Linked DNA regions of Danio rerio: all the other regions are linked to region 2. The links are chromatin contacts, called in public Hi-C, HiChIP or PLAC-seq and Micro-C maps. All regions are on one chromosome and are shown on one strand. The core of a region is the stretch at or near the end of the contact, and the rest is flanking DNA. Distances in the headings are between cores, read along the strand shown. Region 1 holds the start of golph3a (golgi phosphoprotein 3a). Region 2 holds the start of npr3 (natriuretic peptide receptor 3). Region 3 has its middle 17 kb from the start of sub1b. Region 4 holds the start of sub1b (SUB1 regulator of transcription b). Region 5 holds the start of pias2 (protein inhibitor of activated STAT, 2).

The links. A called contact is a pair of places that touch in the nucleus more often than the background predicts. HiChIP or PLAC-seq counts read pairs in DNA pulled down with a chosen protein or histone mark.
Region 1: a contact with region 2 is called in a Micro-C map of caudal fin, with 11 times the contacts expected there. The contact joins the promoter of golph3a here to the promoter of npr3 in region 2. A contact is called at or near these places in 2 of 18 Hi-C or Micro-C datasets (caudal fin and an unstated tissue) and 1 of 4 datasets of contacts at active chromatin or transcription factors (embryo).
Region 3: a contact with region 2 is called in a Hi-C map of hematopoietic stem cells, with 6 times the contacts expected there. The contact joins the enhancer-like site here to the promoter of npr3 in region 2. A contact is called at or near these places in 11 of 18 Hi-C or Micro-C datasets (caudal fin, embryo, fibroblasts and 4 more) and 3 of 4 datasets of contacts at active chromatin or transcription factors (caudal fin, embryo and gastrula embryo).
Region 4: a contact with region 2 is called in an H3K4me3 HiChIP or PLAC-seq map of gastrula embryo, with 4 times the contacts expected there. The contact joins the promoter of sub1b here to the promoter of npr3 in region 2. A contact is called at or near these places in 10 of 18 Hi-C or Micro-C datasets (caudal fin, embryo, fibroblasts and 4 more) and 3 of 4 datasets of contacts at active chromatin or transcription factors (caudal fin, embryo and gastrula embryo).
Region 5: a contact with region 2 is called in a Micro-C map of caudal fin, with 9 times the contacts expected there. The contact joins the promoter of pias2 here to the promoter of npr3 in region 2. A contact is called at or near these places in 8 of 18 Hi-C or Micro-C datasets (caudal fin, embryo, fibroblasts and 2 more) and 3 of 4 datasets of contacts at active chromatin or transcription factors (caudal fin, embryo and gastrula embryo).

What each region holds. Positions count from the first base shown.
Region 1 is chr5:42,021,958-42,024,657 of GRCz12tu, forward strand. It overlaps golph3a (golgi phosphoprotein 3a), which reads right to left and starts at 1,377. Exons shown (of 3, transcript NM_001006105.1): 1 at 887-1,377. The coding sequence starts at 1,102. It also overlaps a transcript of mtmr12 not described here.
Region 2 is chr5:42,214,361-42,217,060 of GRCz12tu, forward strand. It overlaps npr3 (natriuretic peptide receptor 3), which reads right to left and starts at 1,326. Exons shown (of 8, transcript NM_001102673.2): 1 at 327-1,326. The coding sequence starts at 996. It also overlaps a transcript of arid3c not described here.
Region 3 is chr5:42,079,324-42,082,023 of GRCz12tu, forward strand. No RefSeq gene overlaps it. Among named protein-coding and RNA genes, the nearest start is that of sub1b, 17 kb to the left of the region's middle. Within about 2 kb of position 1,343, at least 10 of the 62 cell types and tissues checked have an H3K27ac peak or open chromatin away from gene starts, as enhancers often do.
Region 4 is chr5:42,062,519-42,065,218 of GRCz12tu, forward strand. sub1b (SUB1 regulator of transcription b) reads left to right here and starts at 1,441. Exons shown (of 5, transcript NM_001002505.1): 1 at 1,441-1,498. It overlaps zfr (zinc finger RNA binding protein), which reads right to left and starts at 650. Exons shown (of 20, transcript NM_199558.2): 1 at 572-650; 2 at 274-355. The coding sequence starts at 608.
Region 5 is chr5:42,368,354-42,371,053 of GRCz12tu, forward strand. pias2 (protein inhibitor of activated STAT, 2) reads left to right here and starts at 1,399. Exons shown (of 15, transcript NM_001326481.1): 1 at 1,399-1,482. The coding sequence starts at 1,459.

The DNA.
Region 1 (2,700 bases), core at 127-2,626, 190 kb before region 2:
TGTTTTTAACATAACTTTCATTTCTGTGTGATCTTTTAAAATCTCAATGTGTCACCAGAAGCCTCTGCTATTAATTTTGTTTACTTGCATTTTACAAATACCCAATGTCACTGGTTTTCAGTAAAATGTTCTTTTAGGATATACTGAAGAAACAAAGTCACCTACATCTTGGGTGGCTTGAGGGTCAGTAAATAGTACATTTTAATTTTCACTTGGTTCTGGATGATCTGACCCTTAATAAGACACACTGTAATAAAGATTACGCTGGACTTGTTCCTAAACAAATATTGTTTTGACTATACAGGCTGTATCTGGATCTACATGCTTCATACGAATGTGAACGTGGGTGTAAGGATAATGGCCTACATCATGCGTCTTGAACAACATTGTATCTACCAAAATGCAATACACAAACGGCATCAAACTCATTGTGTAGACAGCGACGAAAATTAGCTTTATGTAACTTTCATATGCCAATATCAGTGTATGCCAATCTGGTTACCATATGGTACATGAAACAATATATGTAATATTAAGACATTTAAAGGTATCGTTCAGTTTTTTAAACTCTGTTCACTGAACTACGTTTTGTTTTGAGAGTCTTGAGGGTCAAAGAGAGAACTTGGAGCTGCAGTGCAAGTCAAGCTAAATGCTATTGCATTACCGAAAACATGTGGCTTGATTTTATCTCAAAACGTCACCAATATATAAACAAAATATAATAATCATCAAAATTTAAGAATTCAGCTTCTTCTATTTTTGAAAGAGCTAATTTATAAGCATCGAAATGAGCGACAACTGTGGGTGATGGTGAGAGATAATATGCTAACGTTAAGCATCGACTATAGAAACAACAACTGAGAAAATAAAGCAAAACCACAATAACCTCTCGGTCTTTCAAGCCCAACAGCAGCACTTCCTCCATCAAGGTGAGTCTGGTTTCTTTGGAGTCGCCGCTGTCATCGTCCTCCGGCTCTTCTCCGCGACGAGGCTCGTAATCCTCGTCACCGGATCCGCGCTCTCTGTCTGCGGCCGCAGCGCTGCGCGAAGCCTCGGTGCGTCTTTGCACCAGGCCGGAGCTCCGCTGGGTCAAAGTACTCATCTCTCTCTCTCTCAAACACACTAAAACAAAACCTCCGTCCCAGACAACCCCTGTCTGAGAACACACTGCCTTATTCAGTCCGATGCATAAATGATTTCCAGGGCGAAAAGGGAAAACGAAGGTGTATATCGGGATTTGTTTTGGAAAGGGCCCCCTCGCGATCCCTACCGCGGACCGTCGCCGATTCCGTCAGGTTTAATATGGCGACCAGTCCAGACGTGACGGGAACAGCAGTGGATGTGGCATCCCAGTACTCGGGTTGTGTCCCAAAACCTGCCGAACTACATACCGAGACTACATTTTTCATAATATTTAGGTAGTATCTATTTAATTTAATTAACTAGCCCATTTTGTTAATTAACACTGTAAGCATTTTACTAAATTAAAGTGAAATAAGAAACGTTAATATTAATATTCAAACGTATTAATTGTGGCTAATAAAAAAACACAATTAAATATATATATAATTATATCATTTAAATGTCCTATATACAATGAAAAAAATTACACCAACACACAAATCAAAATCCTACTAAAACAACAAAAATGCTTTGTTAATATGCACATTCAAGTAGAATAACAATAAAATAAACATAGCAACAAAACACTGATCACGATTGCAAAGTACTGATCTATTTTTTTTTTATTTCAATCATATTTTGTGGACATAAAGTCAAAGGTACATATTTCTCAAGTGCGTATAAAAAGTATTTGCTACTTTTACATGAAAATAATAATCTCAAAATCAATGTTCCAAAATAAAGCAATATTTCATATACATCCAAGGCCAAACTCTGATAATGTGAACTTTAAAGTTAGTTATAGAAAAATATTTTAAAAAATGATACAGTGATACGTTTCTCATTAAGTTCACCTTGTCAAACACAAGAGCAGTGATGAACTGAAGTGAACAGAACCAGACTCTCATCTGACTGTTCAAGTAACAGTGACTGACTGGCAAAGAGCAGCAGTGCAAAACAAAAGTGAAAAATGCAAACAAAAACACAAAAATGGTCAGGAAACCGCTTTCTCCACACTTCTGCCAGCTGTTCAGTGCTTTCAGGAGCTTACATCAGTTTCAGTACATTACAACAGCAGAAAAACACAGAAAGTGATGCACAACAGACACTGAAGACAATATGTGACTGAAGTGCCTGTTAATTTGGGGCAGTAGTTCTGTAGGCACCGCAGAAAAACAGAAGAAAATGTGCACAAACGCAGATACTGTATGACAATAGCTTATGTTTCAATAGTTACAAGGATTAGCAGTTTATGATGATTTTTTTAATCTTACCGTATAAAATTATTTCTAATTTATTTAGTTTTATACACATACATTTGTTGTTGTTAGATCCATACATATATAGAGTTCCACACAAACACCACTGTTGTATCTGTGTAAGCACTGACTAAAATACCCATGGTGATGCTGATGCTTGGTTGATCTATATCATCACAAAAAAAAAAAGAATGGTTTGCATCACCAATATCATGTCCTTACAATTTCATTGTAATAAAGTTAGTAATATTTGTTTGTGCTCCTTTGTTCTAAAAGTGTGAACTGATCGCATAATGTTCTAAAAATGATAGCAGCTAAG
Region 2 (2,700 bases), core at 76-2,575:
TAATATTCAGACTATATGGGATAGAAACAAATCTGAATAGTCAACACTTTTAAAACTAAGAGGTTCCAGCAACCGCTGTATGAAGCTGTTTGATTGTATGAAGTGGTTGATATCAAACAGATCTTGCATCTCCAAATAATTTATTGTACAAAACATGCAATATAATTATTATGTACAACTAAGTAACCTATTTAATAGTCTACATACAGTAAGGTTACCAGTGTTAAATGCGAATATCTATCAAAAAAGTAACTGAACAAAAAGGTTCGTAAGAAATAAATGTTAATGCGGCTTGCCATGACACGGGAACTAATGACGGACTTTACCTTCGCTCCCGTAGACGGAGGTGATGATCCCGTCGGGGTCTACTCTCTCCTCGTTGGAGTTCAACACGGCAAAATCTGTTGAGATGTGGTACTCAGAGAGCACCGTAAAAACTCCCTCCATCGTAAAGTAACAGTTTCTCTCATCTTTATCATCGTCGTAAATCAAATACGCGGTTCTCCAGCCGAAATGTCCGAATATCGCCTGAAAGGTCTCAGCCATCTTCAGGTATGTTGGTGCGATTCGTGTCAGATGAGAGTACTCGGGGGTTTTGCTGTTGAAGCCGGTGGCCAGAGCACCTGCCGAGATCACCGGGATGTTCCAGTGCGATGCCACCCTCGTGACCGACGAAGCCGCGTACTCGCACACCGGACCGAGGACCAGGTCGGGACGCTCGTCTTTCTGCCGGTCCACGAGCGCGTAGAGAGCGTCCATCCCGCACGCGGAGTTCTCAAAGCGCACATTGAATCTCAGTCCCGCATACGCGTCTGCTTCTCTGAGGGCTTTTTTCGCGTACTCAATAGCCGGAAAAACTCTCGTGTACGAGAACAGGTATGTGTTGTTGCGAGGCAACATGACCATCACTTCGATGTTGTCATTCAGTGCACTTGTCCTGCCAGGCACCATGAGCACTGCCCAAATGGACAGACAGAGTGGCATGAAACATGACATCTTTAACACCAATGAACGAAGTAACTGACAGTTTGTCTTTTTCTGTCAAAGCTGTTGAAAGTTTCTCTCTCTCCCTCTCTCTCTTTTGCCTTCTCTCCAAAGTTGATTGCTATATAAATTAAGACGTATCCTTAATTGAACTTAGTGTGGTACAATCCCACTCTTTCAGTTTATGAGTGAGTTGTGTCGTGTGTGTCTCTCTCCTGCAAGTGTGTCCAGAGCCCTTCTCTCTCTCTCTTTCTCTTCCCCTGTTTGGAGTCTTCTCTGGGTCTCTGTCTAACTCTCCGCTTGCCTGTGTAATTACTCTTGTTAGGATGTGTGAAGTGTGCGGCTCGGCTGGTCACCACACATGCTGCAGTCTAGGAGGAATTTTCAAGCATCCTTTCATTATTATTCCTGCGTCATTACTGCGCTTCCCGCCCCCTCCTTAAAGCGACAGTGCTGCAAACCATGACAGTCAGCAACTTCAGTTTGGATCAAGCGGTCAAGGTACAGTCCTCACATCACGCTTTCAGCTAATTAGTGATGCTCATATAATATTACGTGATTTTGTAATTATTAAACTATGAAACACATTTAAAACAAAAACGTCCTGATGCAGAGTTGTGCAATATGACATTTCTGTTAATTATTAATTATGCGATTGCATACTATTCAATGCAACAAACATTAACCCAACAATAAAAGGAAAGCATCTGTTTAATTAGCAATAAAAGCTGCAAAATACAAAGTTTAAATTTTAAAATGAGCAACAAAAGAGCAAACTAGAAACAGAGAAAAACTAGAAACTTCACAAAATTGGAGTTATTGACAAGGCTCTTGAAGCCTAAAAGAAAGTTTACTGCAAGATGAGTCTGATATCAAGGGGGAATATGTAAACTAAAGGCCACAGATGTGTATTAGTGGGCAAGTATGACTAAGGCCATATACGTCATACATATTTTCAAAGACATCCAGCAAAGAAGTGTGAAACCCATGCTTCATTTTCACGTTAGAAATCTGGCCATAGTATTTTGCACCAGATGCAATTCATCAAACGCCAACTGTGGACATATGCAGCAAGATATTACTGAATCACAGTTTAATTACATCAGAATTACATCAGAAACATCACACTTCACAGTAACAAAAGCAATCATACATACTTTAGATGATCTAAAATCATACGTATCTGTATTGTGGACTAAATGAGTGAACAAGTCAACATTTTTGACCCTCCCCTCCCCCTGTTTGTTTGTTTGTTGTTGTTTTGGTGGTTGATATAGAAGGAGAATCTTTTTATTAACTTTATTTATTTAGTTATTAACCCTTTAGATTAAGGAACGCATGTTTATGACTTGTTAGCATTCATATTATTAGCTTGCGATATATTAGTTCTTATAAATTCAATTCATCTTTATTTCTATAGCGCTTATTACAATGTAGATTGTGCCAGATAAGCTTAACATAGATGAAGTTAGTAAACTAAATCTGCTTCAGTTAAAGCACAAAATAACATCTTGTTCTGAATAACCTTACAAAATTACAACTACCTTACTTTCTATAAATCAGCAATCAAATTAGGGCAATGCAGTGGCGTGGTAGGTAGTGCTGTTGCCTCACAGCAAGAAGGTCACTGGTTCGAGCCTCAGCTGGGTTAGTTGGCGTTTCTGTGTGGAGTTTTCATGTTCTCCACATGTTCCCGAGGGTTTCCTCCGGGTGCTC
Region 3 (2,700 bases), core at 93-2,592, 140 kb before region 2:
TTTGTCAAAATTGCGTTTTTGACATATTCTTATTACATGAAAACTAATTTACATTATGGAATGTTTTTTTTTTTATAAGTTGTTTACATTTTAAGACTATTTATTTACTGTTTGCTATGGAATGCAAAAACTTTAAAGCTCAAGATCTCAAAATCATTCAGAACGCAAATCAAACCTTCCAAGGTGACTATTTATTAATATACTTGATTAAAAAACTCATAAAAAAATAATTATAGACTGTAATAAATGTACTTTTCAGTTGTGTGTTCATGTTGTTACAATCATGTCCTGCTTTATTTACATGACTGTTGTACAGGTTTTATGTTTATATTTCAGACAAACCACACCAGAGATCAATTACTCACTTTAAATGCTGTAATCTACAGTGGCCGAGAGAGCTTAACGCTCTACAATTTAAGAAATCACATGCAATTACAAAAATCACCAGCAAATAAAGAAATGATCATGGTTTTGGGTCCCCTTGAAACATTTCTTTTGGTTTAGGTGGATATTTACAAGTGTAGTGACTAATTGCTGCACGTTTCTTCAGTTGTTTGTGTTGTGACCAATTGCTCCGTGTTTCTTTGGTTTATTGTGTTGTGAGAATTTGCAACACGTGTGCTGTCAACTTTATGAAGATCGTTTCTTTATCTGCTAGTTTTTTCTTATAATTGCTTGTGCTTTCCTAAATAGCAGCGTGTTAAACTCTCTCGGCCACCGTAGGAATGCAAACCTTGATGTGCACCAAACAAGCAGATCGCAACTTACGGAAAAGTGGGTGCTCTGGCTGCTTGTTTATTCAAATGAACTGCACAAACAAAGCAATCAAAACAAAATTCTATTTAATTCAGACTAAGTTAGAACGCCCTTATAGACAGCAGAACATCTAAAACCCTCAGAATAGTCTTACAGATATTTATGTGAATTGCTCATCTGAAAATACTTAAAGATCTGTTACTACTCACATTTTGGAGTAGCAAATCCTTCAGTGAAATAAAACCTCTGTAAAGTTCAAGAAAAATAAGGTTTTACTGTGTTGTTGTTAACTGTAAATTCAAAAACCTGACTCAAGTCTGTTTTGTGTCCTCATCAAATAGGCAGTATTATGCTCGGGCTCTGTCTGGAGTACAGCTTATGCATATATTTCATATCAGTTGTTTTATTGATAGCACTGAGCGTAGATGCAGACATGGCTGTTCATGTTGGCTGGAGACCAGAGAGGAATGTAGTGGGCTTGTTGATAACTTCTCTCCTCTCAGCTGGGGTTTATACAGCTCCTCGCGCTGGTTTCAGAACCCCGCTGAGCAGAACGTCCCCGAGGTTAGCTGGAGGTGCCCTCGACCCCACTGTCCACACCGCCTCGTAAATCTGCCTGCCCTGGGCCAACACTTATTGTTCACAAGGAGAGCCGTTTGCCAGGATTTAGTTTCAGCCTCAGATGAGTTGTTTGGGTAGTCAGTAGTGTTTAAATGTGCCTAGGGGTACTGGAATGTGTCAGCCATTATTACAAGGCTTTCTGGAATACTTGAGTCTGATTGGAGGGTCCCATCATCCAGTGGACAGATATTTCAATGTATTTTCCATGGCCTATGAGAACATTATGGCACAAGTCCACTGCTGCAACAGAAGTATACATAAAAAAACCTGTAGAGGACATACTTTGTGATGTCTTTGTAGTGTAGTCTTTAGTTGTTTTCAGTCAGGGACATTGCTAGACCCCATTTACTGGGCCACACACACCCTAATAAAAATCAGCTGCCTGTGATCCAGTAAAAGCTTTTAAATTACAGGATTGATTTCTATTATTTATTTAGAAATCATTCTCATGGTCATTTTGCAGATGTGTTCGATGAATAGAAGTAGATCATTAGGAAAAAGTCAGTTAAAAATACCTCCCTGAAAACAACAAGAAAATAAATAAACGTGAAAAGGGTAATGGTTTCTTGAACATGGCTTCAAATGGCCTCTACAGTCACCAGAACTCAATCCAATTGACCTTATTCTTCAATGTGGAAGTGCACTCGTTTTTGTGATTGTTTTTGAGCTTCTGATTCAGTTGCCTATGGGAGAAATGACTAGGAATATTAAACGGCAGAAAACGGTCAAACTATTTGCTCTACAAACAAGTGTTTGCATGACTATACAGACAAAGCAGAATAATATAACAAGAAAATATCAGTTTGTGAAATCAAGCAGCATAACGCTACAAATAAATGGAAGTAAATGAGATCGTAAGTCTTAAGCCAAAAAGATTCAAATGGCTGCGCCCACTCGTACACAGAGAAAAGGTGAATAGAGCACCTGTGGCGTAGATGTGGTTAAATGGGATATTTGCAACATGGATGTGCAGCCGACAAATCTGCAGCAACTGTGTGATGCTATCATGTCAATATAGACCAAAATTGCTGAGGAATATTTCCAGTACCTTAATCCAGAAAAACAAACAATAAGCGCTCAGGGGTAACTCAAATATTTGGTCGGCGCTCTATGGGTAAGGGATTCATCGAAACAACAACAGGAATCCATCCAAGGCACTCCCTCTACTATTTTTAGTTTTTAGTACCTTCAGTTCTGAAGGCAAAAGGGGGTCCAACCCGGTAGTAGTATGGTGTACCTAATAAAGTGGCCGGTGAGTGTATGTCAGAAAAAAATCTAATACACACTACAATTAGTGTAACTGTAAAAATTACATTTGAAATC
Region 4 (2,700 bases), core at 191-2,690, 150 kb before region 2:
TGACATCCTGTGTGTCAATATATCTGCCTAGCAAATAAAAAAACAAATGTCATATATACATAAAAACAACACATTAATCGCCATATTTAAACTAAAACGTCGTTTAATGCATCATTTCCTTACCAAACGTTCACCTCAAGGTTTAAAGCGTTGCCCATCGCCTCCCTCCCCCTGCCCCCACCCGGACCCAGCAACAAAGGCATCGGGGCCAAATCCCACCATTACTGTACCACCACCAGCACTGCAGTCCCCATTAAACATCACGGCCCTTACCTGTACTGGGCCCCAGCACCATGGGTAAATCCAAAGTAGTTGCCGGTGGCCATTTTGGCATCTTCACCTAGCCGGCTGGGCACTGCAAAAAGACAGATTGGCGGAGGGTTAGCGGCTGTGCGCGGTGGCAACCATGATGAAGAGCCGTATCATGCAGTGGAAGAAAACACGCAGGACACCACGACGGATTACACCGTGACGACTCCCGCACACCCGCAACATGATCCTAATCACATCTTCTCTTGTCTAAAACCCATGAAATGTTTCGACACGCTTTTAAAATTTAGATTATACTCACCATAGGTGAAGGAGACTACTGGACATATGGGAATCATTGGTTTCCTATTCTCTAACGAACTCTGACTCGTATGCCTGCCTTTTTATATGAGAAGGTCGTACCAGGATATGGCGTTTGCTGCGCATGAGCAGTGTCTGCCGCCAGGGATGGGAAATGTAGTTTTGTCCAAAGTCATTTTGAAAGGTCAGTCAAACAAACAAATATTTTTTTGGATGTTTTTTTTTTTTACAAAAAGGAGTAATAGACCTGCCGATGTGATCATGTTAGACACATATACTCACACCTAAAACTATATGTGAAACTATTAAGACTCAATTAAGGAACTCAAATGATGTTAGTGTTGATTATTCATAAATTTACCATGCTACAATCAGTGATGGTATGCTAAATAAAACTGTTAGGCTACAATTTTACTATTATAAAGCCGTGGTTAATTTTGTGTAGGAACCAAATATGCCCTGGATGGTCTGAGGTAAGAAAATGAAATGCAATTTTAAATTTTTGTGTGATCTGTCCTCTTGACATCTGTCCCCTTGGTTTTTTATTTTGGATTTAGATTTATTAAAAAAACAACTTTTTTTATTGTTCCCGTTGTGTGTTATTATTGAACTTCATTCAAAACTTTACTACTTAACCGATCATTTTAGAAATACTTAAATAAACACTTATAATTATGTTCAATAAATATGATAAACACAAGCGTGAAAACGAGTCTGTATCAAACAAGATCTGTTTAAATTAGATAAGAACATTAGGTTCACAATTTTTATACACCGTAAAAATCCGACGCAATGCCGTCATTGATGCAAAACTACATCTCCCACAATGCTCTCTGAGATGTTATTAGCCATATGGTTGGTCCTCGATTCCTCGACTTCCCGCCGCTAAGCGTGACTGACTGTTGTAGACCACTGCTCAACCTTACATGTAAGTCACGTTCAATTCATGTTAAACTTGTTTTAGAAATGCACTCCTTAAACGAGTGCACAGCCACGAATAATTGCATTAAACGAGAGTTATACTGTTAACGCGTTTCTTAGTGAGGTGTTATTTAGGGCCTATATTTTTCCATCTTAGTTTTAGAGGATGCAGAGGCCCCGGTCAGCCCGGGGTTTGATTTGAGTCAGTCTTGTTAACCTAACAATTAAGCACTTAAATGTTGTCCAGTCTCGTCTGTGGGGTTAGATCGGGGAAACCTCAGTGATGTCTCATGTTGCATCTTTTTTACCAACATGACACTCATCTAGTATTTCTTTATTGGCTGCGCATCTGCTAGCTCTTATAAATGCAGGACTTAAAAATAAATATCTAACGTTATATATCTGCTGTATGTTACAGCTGGGAAATGTGGCTAGAAAATTATCACAGCTTGTAATAAACCAGTGTTCCGACAATATTAAGGAAGAACCTGGAATCTAAATTAATAAAATCTTTGATTTCTTATGAATATATTTGATAGTGTCCCTGGCAAACCGTTTTTACCCTACTACAGTGGATTGTTTGTATGTACACTATTGTTGTCAGTAACTAAAAGTAATGGTCACAGCAGCCTTTTGTGACACCTGTTCTGTGAGTATTTGTAGGTAACTTAATATAATATTTTGAGATGATTCAAACAAAAACTTTTATTATTTAGTTTAAAGGGAGGGTTCACCTTCAGGTTGTACAACATATGTAAGTGTCTTTTAGCAGTTAGAATATCTAAGATTATTAGCTGGAAATAAGTGATCATTCATGATTTATAACATGCAAATCGATCATTATCAACACTTTACAAGTAAAAAAACAAACATGGGTTAAACTAAATTTAAAGGGATAGTTCACCCAAAAATGAGAATTTCCTTACCCATTACTTCCACTCAAGTGAAACTAAACTAGCGTGATTTTCTTTTTCCTTTTTTTTTTTTTTTTTTGTTTTGTTTTGTTACTAGCAAAACAAGATATTCTGATCAAAATACTATGATTTTTTTCTCAGCCCCAGACATCACAGCAAGCATCATCTACAGACCTATGGCTAAAATTTTGATGCATATTTAATCTGTCCTCAGGATTTTCTTGGCTCAGAGTTAGGCTGAGGTGGTATCCTGAACATGATTTTGTTGCTACTTTAACAAACACATATTGCATTA
Region 5 (2,700 bases), core at 149-2,648, 150 kb after region 2:
TAAAAACACTTAATCGTGAGACAAAATTCATTACAGTTCCTTAATGGTTCTCAAAGTTTTGGCTCCAAGACTTCATTTACAACATTTGGATGACTTTCAGTTGTTTAACATGTTAATCAGTTAAATGGGGCTTGGTATAGTTATGTATATAGTGTATACAACTATACACTACTATAATCATAAGCTGTATACTAAAACATAATATATATATTTTAGATATTTTTAATGATTTCCAACATCTACAAAGACAACATAAACAGTTGTTAATGTGTGGATTATAAAAAAGTTTTTATTTAACCATTTTAAATTCTCAAGGCTCCCTTAGAGTGACACGGTGGCTCAGTGGTTAGCACTGTCTCCTCACAGCAAGAATGTCGCTGGTTCGAGCCTCAGCTGGGTCAGATGGCAATTCTGTGTGGAGTTTGCATGTTCTCCCCATGTTCGTGTGGTTTTACACTGGGTGCTCTCCTTTCCCCCACTGTCCAAAGACATGCTATAGGTGTATTGAATGAACTAAATTGGCCATAGTGTTTGTGTGGGTGGGAATGTCAGTGTGTATGGGTGTTTCCGCTGTGTAAAACATATGCTGGATAATTTGGCGGTTTATTCCACTGTGGTGACCCTTGATTAATAAAGGGACTAAAAGCCAAGAAGAAAATGAATGAATGAATGAATGAATGAGGCCCCCTTAGAATTTTGCTGCCCCCTGGTGGAACACCACTAGCATAAACTAAATGGTCTCAAACTTAATTCCTGGAGAGCCACAGCTCTGCATAGTTTAGTTTCAACCACCTCCAACTCACACCTCTCTAGTAGTCTTGAATACCTTAATTAGTTGAATAAGCCATGTTTGATTATGGTTGGAGCAAAACTGTGCAGAGCTGCAGGCGACCCTCCAAGAACTGAGTTTGAGACCCATCTATGCTGTACAGCTTTTTTACTTCATCTTATTTGCCTTGGTGCTAAAAGGTTTGTTGGAATCACATTAGAGCTTACATGAGGACATACTCTCAGAAAAACAGTTTCAAAACACATTTCTAGTGGCGAAAGAGAGTACAGGAATCACACAATGCAAGTAAAAACGCTTCCAATATATCTGCGATATTTAGGATTAGATTATTGCAGATAACATTGCCACCCAAAAAGACTAATTAACAAACATAACATTGAACTAAAATGTTTATAAACAATTTGAACTGATTAACAGGATTTTACTTTTCGATGGCTAAATGATCTCCTCCTTGTGGAAAAATAATTATAATTTCGTTCACAGCGAAGGATTCTGTGGTTGATTACTGAATAACGGAAACTATTCCCAAAATATGGGTAAGGGGAAAAGCAAATCAGGGAACCTCAGAAGAAAATAAAAATGCACAAATGAACGACGTGACCCCTTTAACCAGCCTGTGTCACGTGACTCGACATCTCCGGACTAGCCAGGATGAGCGCAGCCAGAAAATGGCGGATATTGAGGAGTTACGGGTAGGCGAAAGTGCAATGATAGCTGGCTACTTCTTTGCGTCTTTCACATGCTGAAGGCATTTTGCAGTTGACGTTATGTTATGCTATTATGCCCGTCCGTTGGCCTTTGATGCGTTAGTTTCTTCATAGTTAAAAGAGAAACGCGACATCCCTCCGTTATTCGGGTTATGGTTAGCCTGTTAGCCACCAACCCGCTACTCGTTTAGCTCTCGAGATGCTACACAAACGTTGAAGATCAGCCTCAAAATGCCACTGCTTTTATTGCCACCATTGACTGCATGAAAACGCTTTATTATAATGCCTAACTGAACTTGACGACTGTTCGCTTCAGGTAAAAAGTTTTTACGTTCTTCACTGCTCGACTTGTTTTGGCTGGTCTTTTGTTAGCTAACGTTAGCGTCCGGCAGCTATTGACATTGTTTACATGTAACTTACACACAGGTGATGCTTGATTTATTAGAAGTGTTTGCAAGGGAGACATATGTTTAATCCAGCGTGTCCAGAGTCTCTTTGTGCGTGTAAATGAAAGTGAACGTGCGTTTTATATCATAATTGCTAAGTTAAACAATGGAAAATATACACACTGAGAATGTTGTTTACAAGCTCTAACTGTAAATAGTTTGCGGCAAACAAAACAAACTTGACTTCTGTTTCATATTTTCCTCAACATAAGCACTTTAGTAGTGTGATGCATACATCACTTTTCTGAAATTGAACGTATTCAGCTCCAACAAACGTTAACCATGCCATAAGAAAGGTATACTGTGTGTACTGGATACGTTAATGTTAGACACTTGCTGTTATATCTGTCATTACATAACTGACTGATTCATGCTGTCCTGTAAAGTGTTCAGAATTGTCCAGATTTGCTGTAAACCAAGTTTCCCGCCAGCAGTTCTGTTGATTTCTCTTGAGATCAACGTGAACATCTGTTTTGTTCTTTGTCATGTTCTCGATGTTCATCTAATGGGTCTTGGAATTATTCTCAACATTTTAGATGCATTTCGGTCATTTGTTAAGGATTATTAAAGAAAAAAGGATTAACACGTAAGAACAATCAAGCATGGACCGTGTAATGAAGGGTCAGTTGAGATTTTCTTATTTCTTTGGGGTTTCTTGAAAGGGTGTTTTTTGGGTGGGCTGTCACCTCACTTCACACATAATTCTTTGTTAATTAATCTGGTTACTAATTAAATGACACTTTTTGGTTTAAAAAAA